Regions from separate parts of the Mus musculus genome. Here region 2 is linked to region 1. The links are chromatin contacts, called in public HiCAR-type maps. All regions are on one chromosome and are shown on one strand. The core of a region is the stretch at or near the end of the contact, and the rest is flanking DNA. Distances in the headings are between cores, read along the strand shown. Region 1 overlaps Gsdme (gasdermin E). Region 2 overlaps Gm31279 (a long non-coding RNA gene).

What was found. HiCAR-type assays count read pairs that join an accessible place to other places.
Region 2: a HiCAR-type map of kidney shows a contact between it and region 1, with 4 times the contacts expected there. The contact joins two enhancer-like sites. A contact is called at or near these places in 3 of 484 Hi-C or Micro-C datasets (cerebellar granule neurons, embryonic fibroblasts and urothelial organoids) and 2 of 115 datasets of contacts at active chromatin or transcription factors (kidney and pancreatic cancer cells).

Annotation. Positions count from the first base shown.
Region 1 is chr6:50,212,799-50,218,240 of GRCm38.p6, forward strand. It overlaps Gsdme (gasdermin E), which reads right to left. Exons shown (of 10, transcript NM_018769.4): 9 at 3,552-3,625. Among named protein-coding and RNA genes, the nearest start is that of Gsdme, 46 kb to the right of the region's middle. Within about 2 kb of position 2,428, at least 10 of the 459 cell types and tissues checked have an H3K27ac peak or open chromatin away from gene starts, as enhancers often do. A contact at or near this core is called in kidney, where this site is marked.
Region 2 is chr6:50,523,591-50,529,032 of GRCm38.p6, forward strand. The region is part of intron 1 of Gm31279 (a long non-coding RNA gene); the gene reads left to right. Among named protein-coding and RNA genes, the nearest start is that of Gm26289, 14 kb to the right of the region's middle. Within about 2 kb of position 3,396, at least 67 of the 459 cell types and tissues checked have an H3K27ac peak or open chromatin away from gene starts, as enhancers often do. A contact at or near this core is called in kidney, where this site is marked.

The DNA of each region.
Region 1 (5,442 bases), core at 1,178-3,677:
GTGGGTCTTTAAAGATTTGAAAACTCTTCAGCTATTATTTCTTCACGAAGCTAAGCAGCCCCCTGTCTTCCTTGGGTAACTGGACACATTACCCTTAAGTTCTGCTGTCCTCAGGCTGCTCGTGGCCGTATGTCAGAGCTTGTGGATGTTCTTTCCTTGGCTTGATATGTGAGCTCCAGAATGTGAGCTTTTGGGCTTTTTAAACTCAGATTTTTAACTCTGATTTTCTCACTTATATCCTGAACTGCTTTTTCTTGCCTCTTTGTAGAATTTTGTTTATATTCTCTTGGATCTCATTCCATTTCCTTGGGATCATTACTATGAACTCTTCAAACTTCCTTCTCAGAGATTATTTTTAGAGAATAGCTATTCTCTTTGGAGCTGGCTTGTTCTCTATATCCTGTACATCTGTGGAACATCCAGTATTTTGAGGCATTTTCTGTAGGAATTTTTGTTTGTTCAAATGTCAATTGGATAGATGCTCGGGTTGTAGTTACACATGAGCTCAAAGGAGCAGCCCTGTGGGGTACCTTACTTGGTTCCTATCATGAGGGTCTACGAGAACATCAATTATCCTGTCTACAGTAATTTCTTGAGGTAGGGCTTTGCAGTAAACATAGGCTTCCAAGAGTGTATTCAGCTGCTATGGAATCATTAGTATGAGGTGCAGTTATCCCTAGGTCTGTGCAGGTAAGCGTAGATCACACTAAGAGTTGTGGGAGATGCTAGGGTCTGTAGCACCAATACCCACAATTCTTAAGCCACAGGATAGAACCAGACCCATTCCCCAGGTCTTGCCAGATGAACACTTCTGATAACCATAGGATTTAAGGAATTGAAACATGAAAGAGCACTTCCCTAGTCCATGGGGATAAAGTTGCTGGGGTTTAGCTACTTTTATGGAGGTGTGATATCCAGACAGTACCTTCCCCAGAACCCAAGAGATAAGCACAAGTTTTACTCAGTACCAAAAGCCCTAACCCAGTCTGTGGACTATGGAAGACAAGTTCCTTGGGTTATCTCAGTAGTTCTGGTTTCCATGCTTGGAGGAGCAGGGCACAGGGGAGAATTTCTCTTTGTGCTACTAGGTTAATATGAGTAGTATGTAGGCTTGCCCTTTGATGTCTGGGGTCTGAGGCTGCAAACCAAGGTGGAAACATACCTAGGTCATGCAAAGAGTAAGTAATGGGGAGGCTAAGACCTATGGCATCATTTGCCATGGACCTGAAGATCATAGACGTGATCTGAACTACAAGCCTGGGTGCGGCTGAGACTGTAGACAGGAAAAGCTCCCTCGTTCCCTCTGTGGGTAGGTACAGGTGTCACTGGCAGTGGGGTCCCTGACCACCAGATTCCTGGAATTGTCAGACCTGCCTGGGAATTGGTGAGCTCCTGTTAGATATGTGCAAGTGAGGCTGGAATTTTAGAGTGCAGCTACATCCCACAGCCTCAAGGTTGTAAGGTGAGGAGATCTGCTCCCATGTATATGGCTATGCTACTTCTGAGCCTGAAGTGGTAGAATTCTGATGGCGCTGCCTTCCACCTAATGTGGGCACGAGACCCAAGGTTTCTGACAAGGCAAGAGTCCTGCTGATTATGGGAGGCCCAAGTCAGGTGTCCACTCCCTTTAGAGTCCTGTTTACACAAGCTAGTTCTTCAGACATAAAGCTATGTTACAATTGCAGTTGCAGTCACTGGCTTACAAGAGGAGGAGGTCTGCTGCCATTTTCTGTTCTTTTTCCCAGGGTAGTACCAGGCTTGGTGAAGGGCAGGGGACATACAACAGGTGCTCCCCCTCATTGTTCAGAATTCTAGACAATTTTTTTTCTTCTAATTTCAAGAGTTCTGCAAAATATAAGGTTTTTCCCTTTGCTCTGTGGTGGGCACACATACACTACCACTGCCATCCTCTGGTTGTTTTGCTTATTAATGTAAACAGCAATATTAGAGTTTCTTGAATATTTGAAGGAACTCAAGTGTAGGTACTATCATTTGTTAATTGTGTTTCCAGCTCCAAGAACCTTTGCCTCTGCAATTCCTGACTTGGAATATTTTCTAGATTTTTCTACTGATTTTTCTACCAGTTCACAGTAAATGGTTAACAAATCTGACCCTTCACCCAGAACCCATCAGGAAGACTCTTCAGAGTTACCCGGGCTTTCAAACAGAAGTGCAAGTAGATTGGGCATCCTCTTTTAAGTCAGTTGCTTGAAGAAGTATTTAATACCCCATGCCTGCAGGAGCCTGGCTCTTTTAAGAGAACAGCAAGCCAATTTGTAGACTTTACCTGGATTGCCTAAGGGCACCTAGGAAGATCTTTTAAAGAAACAGGATTTGTCTTTGTTGAACAGCCTCCAAAGACAGGCTAGTGCATCTGGAGGCAGCCAGTGGAAAGGCAGGCAGGACTCTGCCAGTCCATTCTGGAACTCCAAGTCTGGTTCCTGCCTGGTTATGGAACAGCAGCCAAGGTCAGAACCAGAACTGACTGTAGTGTGAGTTCATTAGGGCCTGATTCCCTTAGCACACGTTTCTTCTTTATATACTTCCTGAATAGCTTTAATTGTTCCCTAAATACTCAAGAAATAGACTGGAAGTGCTGAGCACTCAGTGCTGCGAGAGAGACCAGAGCTGTTTTGCTCATCACTGCATACAATTAGGACAATTACATCATTTCTATAATCAAACTAGCAGCCATCACCCTCAGCTGCTCTCAGATAGGCTGGCATGCCTCCAAATAGTTGATTGTCCCTGAGGACACAGAGTCTGTGGTCAGTTTGGATGGAATCTGGCCAGCTGTGTGATCAGTACCTAGTGGTCTTAGCTTCTGATACCTCCTCCATACAGAACAACATCCAAGACAACCTATATGGTTTGGTGTTCCCAGAGGACATACAGAACATATGTAGGTCCTGTCTAGGTGGTCCGTGCATGGCCAGCTTAGTGCTATGGGATAGTAGTGGACCCTGGTCCTATACCAGACCTTAAAATAAGTGACCCAGGTGTGCCTTTCCCCAAACACAGGTTGTGTGAGACTAGCTGGGTAATGGGATAGCCTGTTGCTGGTTCCTCTACTAATTAATTGCCCTCTCTCTAACTTGGGAACTTAGGTCCACGCTGGGGCTAGACTCATTACTGATCACTTGCTCTTGTAGTGCCGTTTCCAGAGAGCACCAAGCTATACTGATATTTTAAGAGAAAAGCTATGTCTCCTCCAGGCAAAGCAGGCCTGAGTTCTTCCTGGCAAGTGTGACACAAAGCACCTTCAAATCATTCCACACAACTACAGTGATCAACAACGGTTGCTGGGCCTGGCTGGGCCAAGCTATGCCAGTTGTCTCCAAACTGGGAAAATCTGGAATCTGTAGACCAAGCTTCTTTGCTAGCCAGTTCCTTGAGCTTTGGACCTCAGAGCTCCCAAGTACCCATGTGCTAGTGCTGACACCTGCTTACACCGTCTCAAGCTGAGAGACTAGAGCTCTTACCAGCTGGCCAGCACCTATCCCTCCTCCCCATTCCTTTCCACCCCACTGTCCCATCCGAAGGTTCCTTACCAAGCAGCACAGCGAAGAAATAACATGGAGTTTGCAGCAAGTCCCCAGGAAAACTGTGGCATTATCAGGCATTTCTGTAGATGACATGCATTCAGGTCATTTTCACTGTCAAAAACAAGTTTGCAGAAGCCAGGCACAGTGATGCATGCTTGTAATCTCATCATTTGAGAGGTTAGGCAAAAGGACCAGCCTGAGCTATGCAGTGAGCCCTTGTGTTACAAGGAAAGAGCAGTGCAGCCAGCCCTACCTAGGTGATGCCTAGTTTATATTTCAGTAGCTTGCTACCACCAATTAGAAAAAGTAAATGTGTGCTCAGGCCAGGTGTGTAGCATCCCCTTAATTCTAGCACTTGGGAGGCAGAAATACAATCTCTGAGCATTCCAGGTCAGCCAGAGCTACACAGACTGTCTTAAAAACAAGAGTGCGGTCACATTTGAAGGCAATGCTGGTTCTCTGTGGGGTCTCATGGGAATCCAGTCCCTAGAGCATGTTCGGTGACATTGAATTTGCTGGTCAGAAGGAAGGGCATGGATTCTGGGAAAGGATAATTGGCTCAAAACTCTCTTATAGAGTGGTTAGAGCCCTTCTAGGTAACCAGGCTGGAATGTTTTGTTTCTGAGTTTCTGGGGCATATTCTTGCTACAAAACCCAGAATAGCCTTGAATGCAATTATTCTGCTTCTCCCTAGTATTGGAATTTATAGGCATGTGTGGTGACACACAAAATACTCTGGGTGTACCTCTAAGAGCCTGTTTTTTTTTCTGTTCATTTGGCCCATTACAGAGTATTTAGGAGCACATGTCAGGCCACTGCACGAACATGAAGGGTTCCACCATGCCACCAGTCCCTTTGTCAGTGACAGGACACAGCTGGGGCAGTATCGTGAGAGGGCCCTGCCAACTCCCCACCCTGCCAGAAGAAATGAAAATCAGTGCCATGCAGGCTTTTATTAACTATCTTCCAGTGTAAAACAGAACTCCCCTTGGAGCTGCTAAGTCACAGAGCATAGTGACCACTCATGCGCTCATGTCTTATAGATGACATGTCACTGAGGCTGTGACCCAGAGAGGACAAAAGGACATGAGGGAAGAGGCAGCCCCGTAAGTAATCCCACCAGAGAACCGCAACAGATCCTTCCAATGTGGTCGTGCACCTGCCTCTAAGAAATCTGAGTTTCCTGTGTTCCAAAGGAGGCCCTCACCCTACTCCAGGAAGATGACAATAGAAAGCACAGGACTGAGAAGCGCATGTCATGTCAGGCAAGCACTATCACACCTACAGTTCCACCCTTCACCCTCCAGAGTGCCTCTCCTGCATCCCTCATCTCTAGAGATGTTTACCCAGAACTCTGAGCATAGCACAGAGAAAGCTCTCACCCTGATGCTTGTCATAGGCCAGACATGCTGTGCCCTCCCCTAACTGCCTGAGAGATGGTGTAAGTCTGCCCAGTGAGTCTGGAAAAGGCTGTTCAGTTACAAATGAGGTTCTATGGTGAAACCTGGGGTTTGCTTGCCATCACACAGGCAGGGGAAGTTTTCCAGGAGACCAGAGACTGCAGGGCTGGAAGCAGCTAAACAGGTTAAAGCCACTGATAGGGCCCAAGAGGACCACTTTCTATTCTAGCACTTTCCCTAGGATTCACCAGGATACTACCAAAAGAGCTTTAAATGAGCCATCCTCTGCTGCAGCAGCTGCAATGAAACTACGGCTTAGAAGGAAAGGGCAGGCTTGATGCAGACACTGCATGGCTTAGAAGGAAAGGGCAGGCTTGATGCAGACACTGCATGGCTTAGAAGGAAAGGGCAGGCTTGATGCAGACCCTGGCTACACCTAAAGCTTTCCCTGCATCCGGTTTCCAAACAGGAATAGGTTTTGTGTTAGAGCCCCTTGT
Region 2 (5,442 bases), core at 2,146-4,645, 310 kb after region 1:
TCATTCAGTAACCATGGAGCGCCCATCCACTATATGTCCGAGTGCTGGGGGGACTGTACTCATTGAAGTCCTGCCCTCCTGGAACCAAACAATAAATATGCTGACAACCTAAGGGCAGGAGGTGGTGGGTCCAGTAAGGAAAACCGAAGCAGAGCAAAACCATCTTTGTGCCAACCCCAGGAGAAGGGAGGATTCCAAACCAAGGGAGTAGCCATTGAAAGAAGTGGGGTGGAGTGAGCAGGTTTCAGTGCTGAAAAGGTTAAAGTAGGAGAGGTCTCAGAGAGCTGGGTCCCTAAGGCTGGGCAGGCCTTAGAGAGCCATCTGGAGATCATCTTCAGGATGCAGAAGTGAAGTCAGCCGAATGTTCTGAGCAGGGCATGGTGGCTTGATCTGACTTATTTTGCTACTTTGGTAAATGTATATTTTGTTTAGCGTGTGAAGAATAGATTGCAAATGGTGGTCCAGGGTCAAAGCAGTGAGCCCACCTCAATGGCTAAGACCTTGCCGACCTGCTCCGTGGAGGTGGAGGTTTGGATGTGACCTGTTCCCCACAGTTCATGCCTCAGGACTGGGTCCTTGAGGTGGAAGTTTGGGGAGGTAAGTGTAGTGGGAGGTGCCTAGGTCAGCTGGGGCAGGAACTCAGAAGGATTAGATGTCTCTTTTTTTCCCCTCAGTTCTAGATTCTGTCTGATTTCTCTACTTACTGCAAACACTGCTCTGATATATTCACGGTCTCTACTTGCTTGCCTCCGTTTTCTTCCCAGTCTTGTTGCTCCGTGTTCTCTGAATAGTGCTTGAAAGGGCTTTGTTCCGATGGCCTGCTGGACCCTCCCGGTCTCTCTGGTTTCTAGTTCCAAAGGTGAACTCTTCTTCCCTCAAGCAATCCTGCAGCTGCGATAGACCGCACACAATGCTACCCGGGGACCCAGTCCCGAAAGCACACCGCCACACTGAGCTGTTTGGATTTTGGCTAAATAAATCCTTTTTTCTTCATAACTAGCCTGCTTTTGATGTTTCATTATAACAATGAAAACTATGTTATTACAAGGTGTGATCATGGAGATAGAGAGAAATGCTCTGTTAATGATACACTTGGATGGGATCCCAGCACTCAGGAGGCTGAGCAGTAGAGAATTAACTGGGTTCTCAGATGATTTTGAGAGCAAAGAATCTGTGATGATTCATTAGGGCCTGGCCTGAGGAAATGGGGTGCATAAAAACACCAGTCTGAGGTAATCCAATCACAAAAGAACACACATGATATGCACTCACTGATAAGTGGATATTAGCCCAGAAACTTAGAATATCCAAGATACAATTTGCAAAGCACATGAAACTCAAGAGAAGGAAGACCAAAGTGTGGATACTTTGCTCCTTCTTAGAAAATGCCCATGGAAAGAGTTATAGAGACAAAGTTTGGAGCTGAGATGGAAGGAAAGACCATCCAGTGACTGCCCCACCCGGGGATCCAACCCATATACAACCGCCAAACCCAGACACTATTGCATATGCAAGAAAGATTTTACTGACAAGACCCTGATATAGCTCTCTCTTGTGAGGCTATGCCAATGCCTGGCAAATACAGAAGTGGATGCTCACAGTCATCTATTGGTTGGAACAGAGGGCCCCTAATGAAGGAGCTAGAGAAAGTACCCAAGGAGCTAAAGGGGTCTGCGACCATATAAGAAGAACAACAATATGAACTAACCAGTACCCCCAGAGCTGTGTCTCTAGCTGCATATGTAGCAGAGGATGGCCTAGTCAGCTATCAATGGGAGGAGAGGCCCTTGGTATTGCAAAGATCATATGCCCCAGTACAGGGGAATGCCTGGGCCAGGAAGCAGGAGTGGGAGGGTTGGGGAGCAGGGCGGGGGATGTATAGGGGGCTTTGGGGATAGCATTTGAAATGTAAATGAAGAAAATATCTAATAAAAAATGCCTAAAAACAAAACAAAAACACCAGTCTGAAATGGATGAGGGTTGAGTAGAGTGAAGAGAAAAATGAAGAATCGGGTGCTGATTTGTGAAGGTTGAGACACTTTTGATGAGAAATCGGAGGTGTCAAAAGTCAGCCAGACACAGATGCTGGAGTGGCAGAAAGAATCTGGGGGCAGTGTATGCTGATAGTGCAGTAAGTCGTAGGGCCATATTACGTTACCTTATTCTAGTTTCATTTCTGTTGCTGCTGACAGAAAGCAACTTAGGGGAGGAAGGAATTTATTTCAGTTCACAATTACAGGTGACAATGCGTCACTGCACTGAAGTCTCAGTGACATGAGCTTGAGACAGTGGGTCGCATCACACCCACATCAAAAGCAGAGGGCGATGAGAGCCTCCGTACTGATTTGCTTGCCTGCTTACGCTCAACTTCATTTCTCTCCTCATAATACAGTTCCGGACCCCTTCCATAGGGAATGCCGACACCGCAGTGGGCTGGGCCTTCAATTAACCTAATTAAGAAAATCCCCACAGACATGCCCGTGGGCCAAGCCAATGTGGACAATCCCTCATTGAGACTCTCTTCCCAAGGGATTACTACAGTGATACAATTGTATCAATTTGACAATTAAAGCTAACCACAAGAGGAGCTGACATGCCTAGAGAGGAAGGCCAGAGGTTTAACCTCTCTGGAAGGCCAGAGGTTAAAACCAGAAGAGTGCGACTGGGAGACAAGAGCGTTGCACCTGAGGGAAGGCGTTACAACCCAGGTGAGAGAGGGCAGTTCAGCTGTTCCACGGGTCTGGCAAGCAGTGTTTGCAGAGAACACTTCGGCAACAAGACTGACTAGGAAGAAAATGGAGGCAAGGAAGGGGAGACAATGAGTATATCAGATCAGTGCTTGCAGGAAGTAGAGAAATCAGACAGATTCTAGAAGTGAGACAGGCCGTGTGAAGGGGCCTCTCTGCAAAGGGGCGATAGGGCAGCGTGGCTGCTGCTAAGAATGATTCTCTAAAACAGAAAGAAACAATGGTGCTAGAGAATACACACTTCAAAACAAACATCCCAGTGTGTCAAAGCTCTTGGGATTTAGGACACGTGTCTGTGCCCATGTGCTTGCTTCAGAGCACCTGGAGTGAGAACCCTGCGGGTACAGTCCAGAGGGAGCAGAGCCAGATGGCAGCAACTCGATGCTTAAGCCTCTCCTGTGAACTATGACCTATTATAGCATGACATTTGGCAACAGAATTTTAGATTTAATTTTTGTTCTTCAATCCATCCCTTAAAAAAAAAAAATCTAAAATAGGAAAAGGACAGAAAGGTGCAAAGTAGAATGGATTGCTAGGATTCAACAGCGACACCTTGTGGTAGTGAGGTGAATGGCACTAGGTAATAAGTTCCTTCTGGCCGCACATTCCCTTCTACACCACAGAATCCAAGGCTGACCCCCTTCTAGTGTGCGTGTGCGTGTGTGTGTCAGAGGGTGTCTCTTCATATAGGCAAAGATGGTATTTTCCAATGGGGAAAGTGGGTTCTCAGAGTCACATTTAATAATTTAATTCTCTTCTGTGGGTTTGGAAGGCTGAGTTCCCACCTGAGTTTCTGAACTTGGGCTGTCACAATTCCTTTGTTATGTAAAGTCAGACAAGTCTCAGAAGGGACTGTGGCCAAAGTCTTGCCACAGGAAAAGGCACTTGGTCCTAGGGATTCCTGTTGTCTTGTAGTTTACAACCTCTCTTAAGATCCATAAAGAGAACTGTGGTTAATTTTGATTTTTTTTTCTTCCTATAGCTTAATGCTACAGAGGGTCGTGAGGTCCTGGAGAGATTCCCTGATACAGTAACTCAGACAGTTTAATTGGTGAGGGACAGATTAAGTTCTCAATATTTAAAATAACAAAACAAAAGTCCTGAAAAGAATGAATTGTGTAACTAGATGAAAATATTCAAAACTAATAAAAGGGGAAATTTGTGTAGCTGAAAAAAAAATGTTTCTGCCCTGACGTAATAATGAAAATACCAGAAAAGGTCATCGCTCCTATGGGACTATTATGGGATTGGGAGATCCGTGGGTGGCACTCGCAAATCAGCCTCACAGTTGGATTCTGAGACAAATTAAACCTGAGTCAGAGTCAGGGCGTGAGCCTCCACTATGCCTGCTAAAGGAGACCGCTTCTCAGCCCGTCCCAAGCCAGCATGGATTTTTACGTTAGTCTCCTCTCAGCCGGCTTCAGATACAGAGAAAAAAATGGTGTTTTGTTGGAAACTGTATTTTCTAGACTCCCCCCTCCCCCAAGTCAGCCCCTCTAGGGGTTTCCCATTCAGGTTCTGTGGAGGCCATTTGGTGACTGAAAGAAACAAATTACTGATACAAAACCATTTTTGCCCAGGGCTGGTCAGGGTCCCACCATCTATGCTTCTACCCCAGTACTCTTCAGTGTTCCTCGGCTGTGAAAATGCTTCCTAGCCTCCTCATGCTCAATGCTGATTGAAGGACCCTTACTAGTTTTCTTATTAGTAACACCCTGAATATATCTTCATTTTTACATCTGTATTGATCTCATAATTAAATCCTATGTTGAAAAAAATAATCTTAAAAAATAAATTTTGAAGTCATAAAAATACTTTAAACATTCTCCTTTTGAAAATTATTATTGCTTTGAGCTTTGAAAAAAAAATCTTAGAGGAAAACGAAGAGGTGGGGTTGTGGGGAGCAGGATACGCATGCTCCCCTCTCAGAGGACACGTTCAGGAGTTGCTGCGGCTTTGCTCCCTCCTCATTTTTGAGGTGAGGCCTTGCCTGCCTGCCTGCTTCTAGCTGAGCTTGCCCACGCATTTCTGAGCCATTTCTCCGGCTCTGTCTCCGTCTCTGTCTCCCACCTTGAGTTGAAGTCCTGAGAACCCAAGTGCTCATTATGACACCTGGCTTTTTCTTAGGTTCCGGGGACTCCTGACTCTGGTCACTGGGCTTGGAAGGCAAGTTCTTTACCCACTGAGCCATTTCCCTGGCTCCGCTTCTTACCGGCTATTCTTGTTTTACATAGTCTTTGTTTTTATATAGCTTTTACCTTGTCTTAAATCTAAAGTATGACTAAGAAACGGGAAGTGAGCGCTTGATAACCCGGGTACTAGGTGACTTCAAGACTTCTGACCCAGATATTCTGGAATATTTTATGCATCTTTGAACAGGAAACCCAGAAGTAAAATTTCTTGTCTGGTGTGACTGTTTTCTAAAAATTGTGATAAAATATAAAACTTATCATCTTAACCCTTCTAATGACTTGAAGGAAAATAATTATAAACCAGGAGCTCCATAAAAGAATATGATTGGCCAGGAAAGGACAACGCCTTAGCCACATTCCGGTCAGAACCCGACCGACCTGTGTCTGCTTTTGGTTTTCACCAGACAGATTTTTTCACAATTTAGAACAAAGCAGATTTGGAGACTGCTCTATTTGGTTACAGAGCGTGGGCTGCCACCGCCCGCCCCACTCCACCTCCCGCC